Linked DNA regions of Hordeum vulgare: region 2 is linked to region 1. The links are chromatin contacts, called in public Hi-C maps. All regions are on one chromosome and are shown on one strand. The core of a region is the stretch at or near the end of the contact, and the rest is flanking DNA. Distances in the headings are between cores, read along the strand shown. Region 1 holds the start of LOC123440272. Region 2 has its middle 55 kb from the start of LOC123440272.

The links. Hi-C and Micro-C count contacts between places; a contact is called where the count stands out from the background.
Region 2: a Hi-C map of leaf shows a contact between it and region 1, with 4 times the contacts expected there. The contact joins the enhancer-like site here to the promoter of LOC123440272 in region 1. A contact is called at or near these places in 2 of 6 Hi-C or Micro-C datasets (leaf and seedling).

What each region holds. Positions count from the first base shown.
Region 1 is chr3H:494,890,493-494,896,862 of MorexV3_pseudomolecules_assembly, forward strand. It overlaps LOC123440272, which reads right to left and starts at 3,119. Exons shown (of 1, transcript XM_045116849.1): 1 at 1,899-3,119. The coding sequence starts at 2,710. The coding sequence ends at 2,123.
Region 2 is chr3H:494,944,963-494,951,332 of MorexV3_pseudomolecules_assembly, forward strand. No RefSeq gene overlaps it. Among protein-coding and RNA genes, the nearest start is that of LOC123440272, 55 kb to the left of the region's middle. Within about 2 kb of position 3,814, at least 3 of the 3 cell types and tissues checked have open chromatin away from gene starts, as enhancers often do. A contact at or near this core is called in leaf and seedling, where this site is marked.

The sequences.
Region 1 (6,370 bases), core at 1,869-4,368:
ACACACACACACACACACACACACATGGAGCCAGCTAAATTAACCGAGGTCGTTAATTATGAAATCGCATGTGTTGCCCATCATTCATGCATGCATGCATGCAGTGCATTGTGAAGCAAGCAAGGCGCTAGTCCAACTGGTTTACCTGTGAGAGTTGTTTGGCGGATATTAAAACAATAAGAAATCATCTTGTGGACTTCCCTTTGTTGCCACAGCAAACCAGAGGCAGCTTCAGAATTGCGCCTGCTGTTTATTATAATTGGGCGATCATTCTGCGAATTCTGAAGCAATGATCCTGCGATATTCATGCATATATAGAATGGCATGGGGCTGGGGGCTAGCTAGCGGCGCGCGCCGGCTGACGGCGTGGTACGGCTAAATTTGGGGGAGTACCAGTACTGATTATGCGCCCCGTTAAGGCTACAATTTAGCTTTGAAATCTGCTAGGAAAATCCCGAGCAGCATTCTCATGGGGAAGACCGATTAAACAAGCGGAAGTGCGTGGGGGATGGTTGAAAGATAATCATGTAGTACGTAGACGTAGTGGACATCCATCCCCAGCAACATATAAAACAATCGGGCTCAGCTTAGGTTGAGCCCAGCTGCAGCAGGACTGGGACTGGGACTGGGACTGGGACTGGTAGTAGTGGAGCATGCATGCCCTTTAATTTATCTGCCCATGTGTGTGTGTGTATCAAATCAAGTACTCCAGCACTGCTGCTACTGGTGTAGTATTGGGCAGTGATGATTCAGCACCACACATACTCACTAATTTACTTTCTACGTGTAGTTAACTAAATCCTTGAAAACCATAATGGAACCGTACGTATCATACTACCAGTAAGCGATGAGCATACTGAAGGAGAAGATTCATATATAATGGGCGTGTGTGGATTATTTGCTCCTCGTAGCTACCAATGATATGTACATATGTTCAACCGTCCACGTGTGGCTCGCCGATTCGTGGGACGGAGGAACAAACAAGACATTCTTAGATAAGGGAGCGAGCGAGTGAGTGGTCTTGCCCCTTGCTCCCAAGGAGAGAAAGGAGGAGAAGGAACACATTGTACGTGCCCATCTTTACGTCAAATCCATGACGCCAAAGCACTAGTAGCCAAGGTAGCAACGAACCATAACCCCATACCCATACACTTAGCAGAGAGATCATTAAAGGAAAAAAAAAAAAAGCAAGGCCGTCCTCCTGATCGCATCATGAGCTCCATTAGGTTTAGATAGAGGTTCGGGTTTATCCTCACTGCTATTCCTTAGTCTTCCTCCCCGGTCTCTGTTGCTTTAGTTTTTAGCAGTAGTTGCAACGGTGGTTGGGTGGCGAGTATGCATCCGTCCATGGCACCACACACACCGCGGCTTAAAGCTCGCTGCTCTCTCTGCTAGTGGAGGGGGCAATCATTGGTCTACTCATTGATTGATTACTTGCGCTCAGAACTTTCGTGCACTCATGATGATCAGAACAACATGGACCTGCAAGTATAAGCTCGCCGCTCTGCTCGCTTTCTCACACGCTCCCTTCCTTCTCCCAGGACAAAAGGGCGAGTGAAATATGGAATGTAAGCCGACGCACGGAATTCTAAAATTTTCTTTACAAATCCGCGCCAATACCAATGGCCCACTTGGAAGAGTACTTTTCTGTAAGAATAGAAGGAAAAAAATATCAATGGAGTTCTTGTTTTTCATTTTTTGAGGGAAGTGTGTGCATAGCATGTGTAGGAGAAAAAGTAGGGGCGATCCATCCATCCATCGACTAGTTCCATCCGGAGGTGTTTGAACAAAATCGGAACGTGGATCGCGCTGCCTGTGTTCTGTGTAGGAGAAAAAGTAGGGGTGATCCATCCCACAGCTACTGACTGTGATTAGGAAATCGTAAAGAGAAAGATGCATAGCAAAAATTGTATCTTTTATCTTCACAAAGGCATCATTCACCCTGTAAAGGGAGCGGACGCTCTAAAGGAGGCGGGCCGGGAAAAGACGGGCAAAAAAAATGAAAAGAGGCCGAAGCGCAAGCAGGGAGGGAATTAACAGGAGAGGAAGTAATAAACTAGAAAAATCGAAAGGAAGAAGAAGCAGAAAGAAAAAAAAAGGGTGAAACAAACACCTTGTCTGATTACAAGTCATCCTCGGTGATGCTCTCGAGGTGCGGCCGCCACACGGCCACGCGCCCGCGCCGCCGGTCCCTGGCCGTCGACGCCTTCTCCTTCATGATCTCCGACAGGTACCTCTCGTTCGCCAGCAGCCGCTCCTTCTCGCCCTCCGCGCTCTGGGACGCCGCTGCCGCGTTGTTGCCGCCATCGCCGCCGACGCCGGCGGCGGCATCCCCGGACTCCTTCCTCCTCCGCCGCCTCCTCGCCGCGGGCGCGGGCGTGGACGCGGCAGCGGGCGCCTTGGGCTTCGCGGCGGCCTTGTCCGGCGGCGGGGCCATGACCGGCATGAGGAAGTAGATCTTGCCCTTCTGCAGCTCGGCATTGGGCGGCAGGATGACGGGCTTCTGCACGACGATGCCGCCGCCGCCGCCGTCGGCGGGGCAGGTGGAGGGCGGCTTCCGGAGGACGTGCTTGGGGTAGGCCTTCATGATCTCGCCGGCCAGCACGGGCTCGCTGATCTCCTCCACCCGGCCGTTGGAGTGCACGATGCGCACCACGTCCAGGGCGCCGCACGGCAGGATGCACGCGATGCAGCACCGTATGGTCTCCATTACCGACAACTCTCACTCTGTCAAACCTCTAGCTCTCCCCGGACCGTTGCTCCTCCGCTATCCCTGTCACCCTCGCGGCCGCTTCCGGTCGGCCGCCGCGCCGAGCTGGCGAGAGCTGCTGCTAGCTCATAAGGCGGGCAGCTACGACGGGAGGAGCTGGGTGATGTGCACGCCACACCGACGAGCGAGCGAGCGAGCTGGGAGAGAACCTCACCTGGTCTCGGGTCCTTTTGGTGCGGGTATGTTCGAGCTTTTTATATAGGGGTACCTTGGCAGGATTCTGGGATGAGCTCTGGCTCAAGGGATATATACTATACAGACTCTGTATTGTACAATGGTGTATGGGACAAATGGTTCCGTTCCTTCTGCTGTGTCCGCCCGGCCTAGGCCCTGTTTGGATACTCTAACTTATCTAGAGGTTAGAGTTAGTTTCTAGCTCATGACTAACATTAAACTAACTCTAGACAAAGAGGTGTTTGGATGATAGGGTTAGATTGACAATAGTTGTACTTGATGGAGAGAGGAAAGTGATTTTTTAGTGGGTCCGATGAAAATTAGCTTCAATTAACACCTACTATCTTGTGGATAGAGAGAGAAAAGTGACTTTTTAATGGGCCCCGTAAAAACTAGCTCCAACTAGCACCTCTTGGTTGGGCCACTACGACTCACCTGCTGGCTTAATTTATAAAGTGGAATTATGGTGAATAAGCTTATGAGTATCACGGGGATCGATGTGCAGAAGCACAAAGAAGAATTAGGGGGATCATCTTGTACCCTACTATCATTTTATCCCTTTGGCTTTTGAGAGGGGGTCCCTTCCCTTGCCTAAATCATTGCCACTCCCCAATCGTGTACTTTGGTTAAGGCTGGTTCTCACGTCTCATGGGCTCATCATGCGAGGGTGGAAGGCTCCCTGTAAAAAACCCAGCTTGGTCCATCCAATCGGTACGCGTGTGCAGCGCCGTAGTACGGTGATTTCAATCCGCAAAGAAGGCACATGTACGAGTACGTGCGGTGATTTGATTCGAGGGCGTGCATGGACCGCATCCGCGGACATGGCGCACGCTAGCTTCAGTGGCAGCCGTCACTGTTGGCATGATTGAAGGCCGCTCGCTATGTTTCTCGTTTAGAGACCCGTAGTGGACAAACGCGCATTTAATCGGGGGACAAATACCATCCGAGAAGCAACTGTGTCTCACGCCCATGCCACTGCGTGTCTCGGAGAATTCAATTGAACCAAAACGAAAGCTCCCGCTTGATCGCGTCTAAGAGTTTTTTCCTTTTATACATTCCACAAAACTAGAGGCTTGGAAAATGATGCATGAATGGTTTTCGTCCGGTGTTCCGTAATTTGTTGGGGAAATCCACTATGGCTCATAGGTGTAGGTGCACCTATTGTCTAAATACATATTTATAAAAAGTTAAAAAAACAAAAAAGAAACTCCGTGTGTATAACCGAACATTATATGTTTGTGCACAAGTTTTGATGAAAAGGGACATTTATGTGGCTTGTGTAAAAAAGGCAATTTATGATGTTTGTTTATAATTATTTGTGAGATTTTTTCATCTTTTTTATACATACCACAAGAAATGTTCTTTCTTTGTGAAATTCTGTGTGCAAACATAGAATGTCTGGATGTACACGTGAAGTTATTGTTTGATTTTTTTTACATTTTGAAATGTGTTATTTATATATAATTCATGATAGGTTTATCTACACCTATGAGCCAAAACACCACTCTCCAATTTACTCGGCAATTCTCTTCTTCTTAATTAATAAATAAGGTAAAACTTTTGCCTCTGTTTCAAAGAAAAAAAATGCCGCATGATGTCATTGTATTTCGAAGGATGAGAAGAGAAATACAGGATATGTACATATATCCTTCTCTAAAAGGAATTGTCCATGTCATTACCACACAAAGCATGGGCTTTGGCTATAGGCATAGAGAAACCAGGATACACTGGATGGCTACATGAATAAGTATGATCACATTTTGGCAGAAGATCGTCCATGGCAAACGTTTGCCAAGTGATATCCAGATCCTCTAACATGCTCAAAGGAAGTTAGACAGCTACGGTGTTTGTCTTTTGTGATAAAGAGAAGGAAAATTAGGGAGTTATGAAATTGAAGTAGTTCTTTTGAAAAAAGTGAAATGAGTTTTTTTAATTGGAAAGAGTCTATTAAAATTGAATTGGAGAATCAAAATTGATCTTTAAAAAAAATCAAAACTGGTCTTTTAAAAATTGAAATTAGTACGGTTCATGGGCTAAGAGGAAAGAGAAGTCATGTTAATGTAGCTTACCTAACTTCCCTTCGTATGTGAGAGGATCCAGCTCCCGCCAAGTGATTGGTGGCAAATGAAAGTGGTCCCCTTGCATTTTTTACTGCATTTAAGAGCAAGTACAATAGTGATCTTATAGTCCGCTTACATGGTATTTTCGTGTGTGTGGAAGAGAGAGATAAAAAAATAAGATAAGTGAGCTCTCAAGTAAGAGTCTAGCTATATACGCACTCCTAGACAAATGCAATAAATACGAAAAAGAGATAAAAACAAGATGACATCCCCTGTGATCTATCACATTACTGCTCTCGATGTACCACCTCACACCAAAGAAAGTATGACCAAGATTCACAGAGCTTTTTTGTGGGAGGGTACCGATTAGTTATCTGGCGGCAAATGCAAGGAGAATTGGCGAACAATGTGTTGTCCCATAAATCTAGGTAGTTTAGGCAACCTCGATATTGACAAGTTCGCAAGCACGCTAAGGCTATACTAGATTTGGTTTGCTTGGGTGGACTCCCATAGGGCCTAGGTTGTACTCGGAATACCTTGCAATGACAAAGACAAAGATTTATTCTATGCCGCAATGACGATCACTCTAGGAAACGGAAAGACCGCAAGCTTTTAGCATTCGACATTGCCCCGGCATCTTTGCCCTTTGCATGGGCACGAATTCTTGTGTGGCCAAGGCAATGCAGGATAATGAATGGGTCAGCCACATCAATCTGCGTAGTGGCCTCCCTGTTGACCTCATATAACAATTCTTCGACCTTTGGTGCAAATGTCGAGAGGTACAACTCTCGTGAGGCATCGGTGATGCCATCCAATGGAACTTCACTACCGATGGGTGCTATTCCGCCGCCATCCCTTAATGGATGCAATTTGCTGTATAATCAAGTTGGAGATGCCATGATTAGTTTGGAAGATCTGGGCTCTATCCAAAATTAAATTCTTCTCATGGCTTATTCTTTAGGATAGGATCTAGACAACACACAAATTGCTTCGAAGAGGTTGGCCAAATTGTGATATTTGCCGACTATGCAAAGGGGAACCTGAAACGACCGCTCATCTCATGTTCAAATGTCGTTACACGATTAGAGTCTGGAACTTGGTCTTTGATTGGTTGGGAGTTCACCCGCACACTTCGACCCGGACTAACCGGCAGTCTAGTAACCAATGGTGGAGCTCAAATGAGGGTTTGGCGCCAAATCACAGGAAGGCCAACAGTTATTTGCAGATGCTCATATGCTCGGAGATATGAAAGGAGAGGAATGCTCGGGTGTTTCTCTTCAAAGATGCCCTTCCGTACAGAGTGGTCGCGACAATTAAAGACGAGGCAAAGACGTGGGTCATCGCCGGGGCTAAATTATTGAATTTT
Region 2 (6,370 bases), core at 2,564-5,063, 55 kb after region 1:
CGTTATCCTCCACGACACGACGAGGCCACGTTAGGCCGAAGCACGCTTTCCCAAGCCGGTCTGCACGTGCATGCTCGGCGAGCTCCTCTCAACTGCAGGTACCTTGGCGATGCAAACTGGATTTTTCAAACCATAAAGACGACGGGACTGCCAGAAAAATGCTGTCTGTCTCGGCCGCTCATGCATGCGAGATCACCGGCGAGATCATTGTTGATCGTGACAGGACGGCCAAAATTAATGGCGATGGCCGGCCGTAACATGTGTAGTGCAACTAGAACTGCACGTTGCAGGTGTCGTCCGATCAGGAAATCGTGCATGCATGTAGTACGAGCCGTTTAATACCGCTAGCGTATCGTTATCAGTTGAACGTCCATCCATAGCCGTCGACTCGAGGCATTGCCTTTTGTTCAAAGTGGTGGTATAAGACAAGGTTGAGATGACAGGATCCGAACTTGTACTACTTCTTTCTTCACTTTCGCGCATGATCTGCTTTTTCTAGCCTCGATACGCCGTGGCGAACCGCAACTCTCCGGTGGCAAAGTGCCCGTGCTTACACATTCGACACTACCAATGGTAGTTTCATGAAGGCGTGTGTCCTTCCTTCCGCATTTGACAGTTCTACTGGACTACTGGTAGAAACGCAACATGCGCTGCTGCATAATGCACCACGGATGTGTTTGGTTTAGAATCAAATGGAATGGAATGCCATGATTTGGTTACACAAATTTGTAAACGCACAATGGGTTGTTTGTATTATAATGCACCAACACTTGAATCTTCTCATGGAAAAACTACTTTTAGGCCTCCTTTAGTATGGAGTAATCTTGTGGGAATTATGTATGATATCATTTCTATTATAAAAAAAATCATTACTTGTATGAATTGTGTATGATAGAATTTTCATAGAGAAAATTCATTCTGCATGCCATCTTATTTCCTACAAGTTCTTGTTCGATGATATTCATGCACTATGAACCAAAGAAGGCCTTAATCGGAGGAGTTAAGTGATGAATGACTAATGACATGCGGAATGACCATCTAACGGTCTATTTTTTTTGGTAGCGAGTGGTATTTGTTGATTTTTTCATAAAGGGTTTTATTACTTAAAGGTTTAAGCATTACTTTCGGTCTCTGCATAGCTAAAATGCACACAACCAAAGTCCAACAGTGAGGCAACCGAAAACAGCAACTGACATAATACGATCATTACTAAATTTAAGAGCAACCCCAACGCAGCGACTCATTTTGTCCGATTGGGTCATCCGGACACAAAAGCTAGCCTAACGGGATGACCCAAACGAACGCATGTGTCTGCCTGTTGTCTGATTGTTGTCCACCCCGATCCAAATTGAATGCAAAACTGGGTCACAAATGGATCCGCGGCGGACATAACTGGGCGCTCCTGTCGTCCGCTCTCATCCGCTCCTCCCCTCTCGTGTCCGCCCTGGTCCCACCTATCAGCGGTCCACCCCTCCCTAAGGCCGCTACCGGTGGTGCGGCGACGCGACGGTGGCGCGCTAGAGCAGCACGAGCGGTTGTCGAGAGGCGCGTAAGGAGGTAGCGGTCGGCGACGAGCAGCCCGAGGGAGGCAGCTGGCCCTCCAGCCAGGGGGAGCTGCGCTAGCCAGTGGGATGAGCGGGATGGAGGGCGCGTAGGCTAGCGAGATGAACTAGATGCAGCTGATGCGCGCGCTCCGACAGAAGAGGAAGGGCCGCCGCAGGGTTAGGTGCGGCAGCTGCGCAGGCTTGAATGTCCACCACCACTGTGCGGGGGGCGAGAAGGAGGAGGGAGCAGGATCCATACTTGCGCCCCCGACCCTGCCTGAATCTTTCGTCTCAAGTGGGGAGGAAAGGGGCAGGCCGTCGGTGCCTCCCGAAGCACTGCGTTTCGTGGGATCAGGGCAATTCGACGGCGTCGTTCGCTTTTTTGCATATGGTGGGTTGAATTCGTCCACCGACCGCGTGTCCACCTCATGTCCGCTAGACGGACGGACGATCGAAACGGATAAAATCAAGGCAAAATTCGTGTCCATTTGAATTGTCCTGTTGGAGTTGCTCTAACTTTGCATGAAATTAGTATGGATTTGAAGATTTGATTTGAGGGATCCGGTGGACTTTCGATATGAGCCCGGTCACTGTTCACGAAACTCCGGTTGTAGATGTTTTAATGCTCTTTACTTAGCAGAGATGCTTTATTAATATGACAAATAATATCAGTACCCGACTTTTCTTGTCGCTTAGCAATATGTACCTCACAAGTAAGCTGTAGTATGATGGTAACCTGGATTGGATGGTTTTAGCTCAACATGAGGAGTACCTTAGGTGTTACCAGCATGTAAAAGAGTCATCACGGTTTCAATTAACAGGTACTGTATCGGAGTCGAGCGTCACAGTGCACACTCGGCTCTGACAGGGGACCAAGCATTAGAGTTGGCTCAATCAGCCAGTTGGGTGTCTGTGGTCACAGGCCCAACTTCCGTACTGGCGGATTAGATTAGTTGCATCCGATGGACCGATCAGCTAGGCTTGGCTACGACTACGGTAAGCTGTCTTCCATCTTCCATCAGCTCCTGCCAGTCTCGGTTGATGGTGCGTGTGCCACCGGGAATATGCAACCGGATGAGCCCATGGGAAATATCTGGCAATGGAAAGCCCACCCAAGGAAACTACTCCTAGCTGAAACCTTTTCTTTTTCCTTTTTCTTTTTTTGCGTGTGGTGTAACGTCCCTCTTGATCCATGATCTTGTTATAAGCTGGGTGGATACGATTATACCTCGTAATCTTTGGCCCCGGATACGGTGCTCTTTTCCCGTGACGTCGACAAGAGCTGGAACCCCATATTCTTACCTCTAGCTGGAAACACAAAAGCAGCTTAGCAACTTGCACTTGAATCCACGTCATATGAGTTATTCTTTCAATCTATTCTCTCCGTCTCATAACGCAAGATGTTTTTCAACATAGTATTAATGTTTAAAAAACGTCTGATATTAACAGACGGAGTTACCATGAACGAACGTAAACAAATAAACAAATGAACAAACCCAGCTACTAATGCCATGACCGTACTAACGTACCATTGCACAAAGCCAGAGCAAGCTAAGCCAAAAGGGACGTGAAGCAACATGTGCACGCCGGCGACACGGGAACGCGCGTGGCAACAGCGAGCAAAATTATGCGCAAACCCAGACCCGTTGCGTACTTTGATTTGATTCTAGTACAACACAGGACGGACGCGTAGTAGTACGTGCGTACCCAACCGATTCCACGGACGGACCGGCGAGTCGATTCGCCGGGCCGTCGCTTTCGCCAAAAGGCTGGAGCCGGTCACCGCGAACGAGCGCGCCCCGAGGCGTTGGCCACCCACGATCATACGCGCACGATGACTGCCGTGCCGGTGCCGGTGCCGGGGCCTGCCCAGGCCATGAGACGCCAATTATGGATTCCATATCCTCCCCGGGGGCCGGCCGCTCAGAATCCACATCCATTATCGATCTCTCTGACTCTCATCTTATCCCCGGGGGCAGGCGCTCCGACTTTTAACCGCCTTTTGGCATCTGATCCGTGCGTGCGAGCTCCAGCAGCTTCCTTCCTTCCTTCACCCCGTCTGCAGCTGCAAAGACGACGCAAGCGAGTGAGTGATTAGTGAGTGTGAGTGGCGTCGATGATGCTCCGCAGCAGCGCAGGTTGCCCGGACAAAAGTCAATGCCTAAACAATGGCGAAACTTTACATGCGGCCAACGAGCGAGCTAGTGCTCTGCTCCGACGTCGCAGTCAGACGCTGCGATCCAGGCATCATCGGCACGCGATCCATCAAAAGGGGGGACGAACGCGGTGCCCGCCCCTTTACATCACCTCACTCCCTCGCTCAGCCACAGTGCTGATTGCTGAATGCATTGCACGCTCGGCCCTGACGGAAGATGCAAAATGTGGCCTACAGGGAGCATCTACGCAACCCTCCTTTCTAGGATCGATTGGATTGGGAGGAGAGTTTTACTTTCGCCACACCACACCCCCTTCCTTTCCTTCCTCGGAGAGCGATGGAACTCGACTTCTTTGCTGCTGCTGCTGCTGCTGCTGCTGCTGCTGCTATATCCACCCATCCTACATTCCTACTCGCCCACTTTTTCTTCTTTATGGTATCCAGATTTAGATAGGGCGGTCGGCTTTCTGCAAATGAAAGTGTGCGAGAAATTCCACTCTGATACACTACACGCGAGGATGCATGGATCATGGTTGTGATGGTGGGGACGTACGTGCGTGTGGCTACCCGCTACCCTTACCCTGATGAGATAGACAGACGTACCGGGCTCATTTAGCAGCGCGAGTTACGGCTTTCCGGCTCTGACGGGGCCTATCTATCATCTCGTTCAGCTATGCCTATACACAGCAGCACGAGCCGTTCGATCAGCAGGAGATAGACGTAGTGCCGTGTGTGGGGGCAGGCGCGCCTGTTAAGTACAGATCTGGGATCTGTTGGATGTTGCTACAGGCTACCTGTAATGAACTCGAGTGTCATCTCCATCTCATTTCATCTCATCTCCCCAAGCCTTTAATCATGCCCTGCGTGTGCAATCGCGTTTGCAAAATTCCCGTGCTAATACACACCACACCAGCGATGCATCTTTATACTTGCATTATGCAGGGATAGCTAGCTAGTGTATGACCCACTTGGACGAACAGCTTGGGTTGGAATGATTTCCCCTGATGGGAGGAATATGTCCGTGCCTTTGTAAAGTTTGATTGAGTGTTTGCTTGCTTTCACGTCATGAGCACCCTCCCATCCTCAACATCACCCCTCTCTTGGGTTCTCTCCCTTTTACCCACCACCTCCAAGCATCTTTCTATATTTCCACTTGTTTTCGATCCGGAAATTCGACCCGTCCATTTCCACGTAAAGCGCATTGCATCTGGTCGATCTACGAACACGTTAGGCCATTGGTGCCATTTAGTTGCTGGGCTGTCCTTGGTGTCTGCCTATACCTGGATATTAACTTTACTGAGTCACCAACGATGGTGCCTGTAGAGAGAGACTGATAGTGCAGGCTCTCTCACCTTTCAGTGTTCGTTAGGATAAATCACACAAACATCAGGGCATCATATCCCAAATTCCCAACCCAAATGTGAAGGATAGTAGGATAGCATTGGATGCTAAATATAAAGTTTGGGTCTTGCTTAGGCACTCCATGAACCAACTGCTTCGTCGTCACTCAAGAAATGTATGTTTGGATGCTTCGTTTGTAATGTCAATTTTCAGGTGTTCTCATCAGGACGTTTGTTGTGTTATTTCCTGCCGCTTAGAGCATCTACACACGAACATTGCAAATATGACCCCCTAAATGTTCACGGACGCACCCGGTCAGTGACCGAAGATGTTCCCTATTTGTTTGTCTGTGCAGCCACACTCCTTATTTTCTTCTTCATATGTCCGGCTACTTGCACGTGATTGGTGAAAGAGGAAAAGAGAGACAGAAATGAATGAATAAAGAAAAAAAGGGTGGTCCGGGATGGGGTCGCGCCCTACGTGGCGGACTATCCGGGCACGTGTGCGAGCCCTCATATCCTTTCCATATTTGAGATGGATATGAGGGTTCGCGGATAGCTCGCGCGTATATGGATGATATGAGGGATCCGGTTGGATCACTTTTTTCCTTATTTCTTCTGTCCGGTCACTCATGAGGGGCGTCCGTAGGTGTATGAGGGGTAATCTAAGGCGTTCGGGTGTAGATGTTCTTAGAGCATCTCCAGCCGCGCCCCCAACAAACCCAGAGCCCCGGGGGTCGCCTCGGGGCACCGAGTGAAGCGAAGAGGTGCGCGGGCCCGCGCTGCCGGTGACATCGACCGATTGTCCCACTGATTTTCCCCTTTCCCTTCATTTTCCCATTACCTACCCTCTTCTCCCCCGCGGCTCCCGCCATTCTGCCCAGGTACGCGTGTCATGCCCCCAGAAAAAGTATGGGCCCCTTCGCCCAGCCACCGATTCCGCCCAACCAAAGCAGAGGAAGCCAAGGGCCCCGATGGCAAGGCCCTCAGGCTTGACGAGCCTCCAGTGGAAGGCCGACGTTGATCGTCAGGCGGCGGTCACTACAGATCAACGAAACAGGCTCAACATGAAGAGAGCCAGGGACATGATGACGTAGAAGGTGGGGGCGTCTCGTGCGGCGGGGATGGTGAACCTTCTGCCTCATCATCGACAGGCCGACGAGTACCCGCAAGGCGCGCGGGGGAGCGAGCAGAGCGCCGCGTCGTCGGCCAGCTTCTCGCCTCCACTGGGGGTATGCGCCCTCGGCTGAGTATGTCTACGACGACGTGCTTGGCGGCTTCAACCCCAACATCACCTTCCCGCATGGCTCGGCACCACGCCCCCTCCCGTA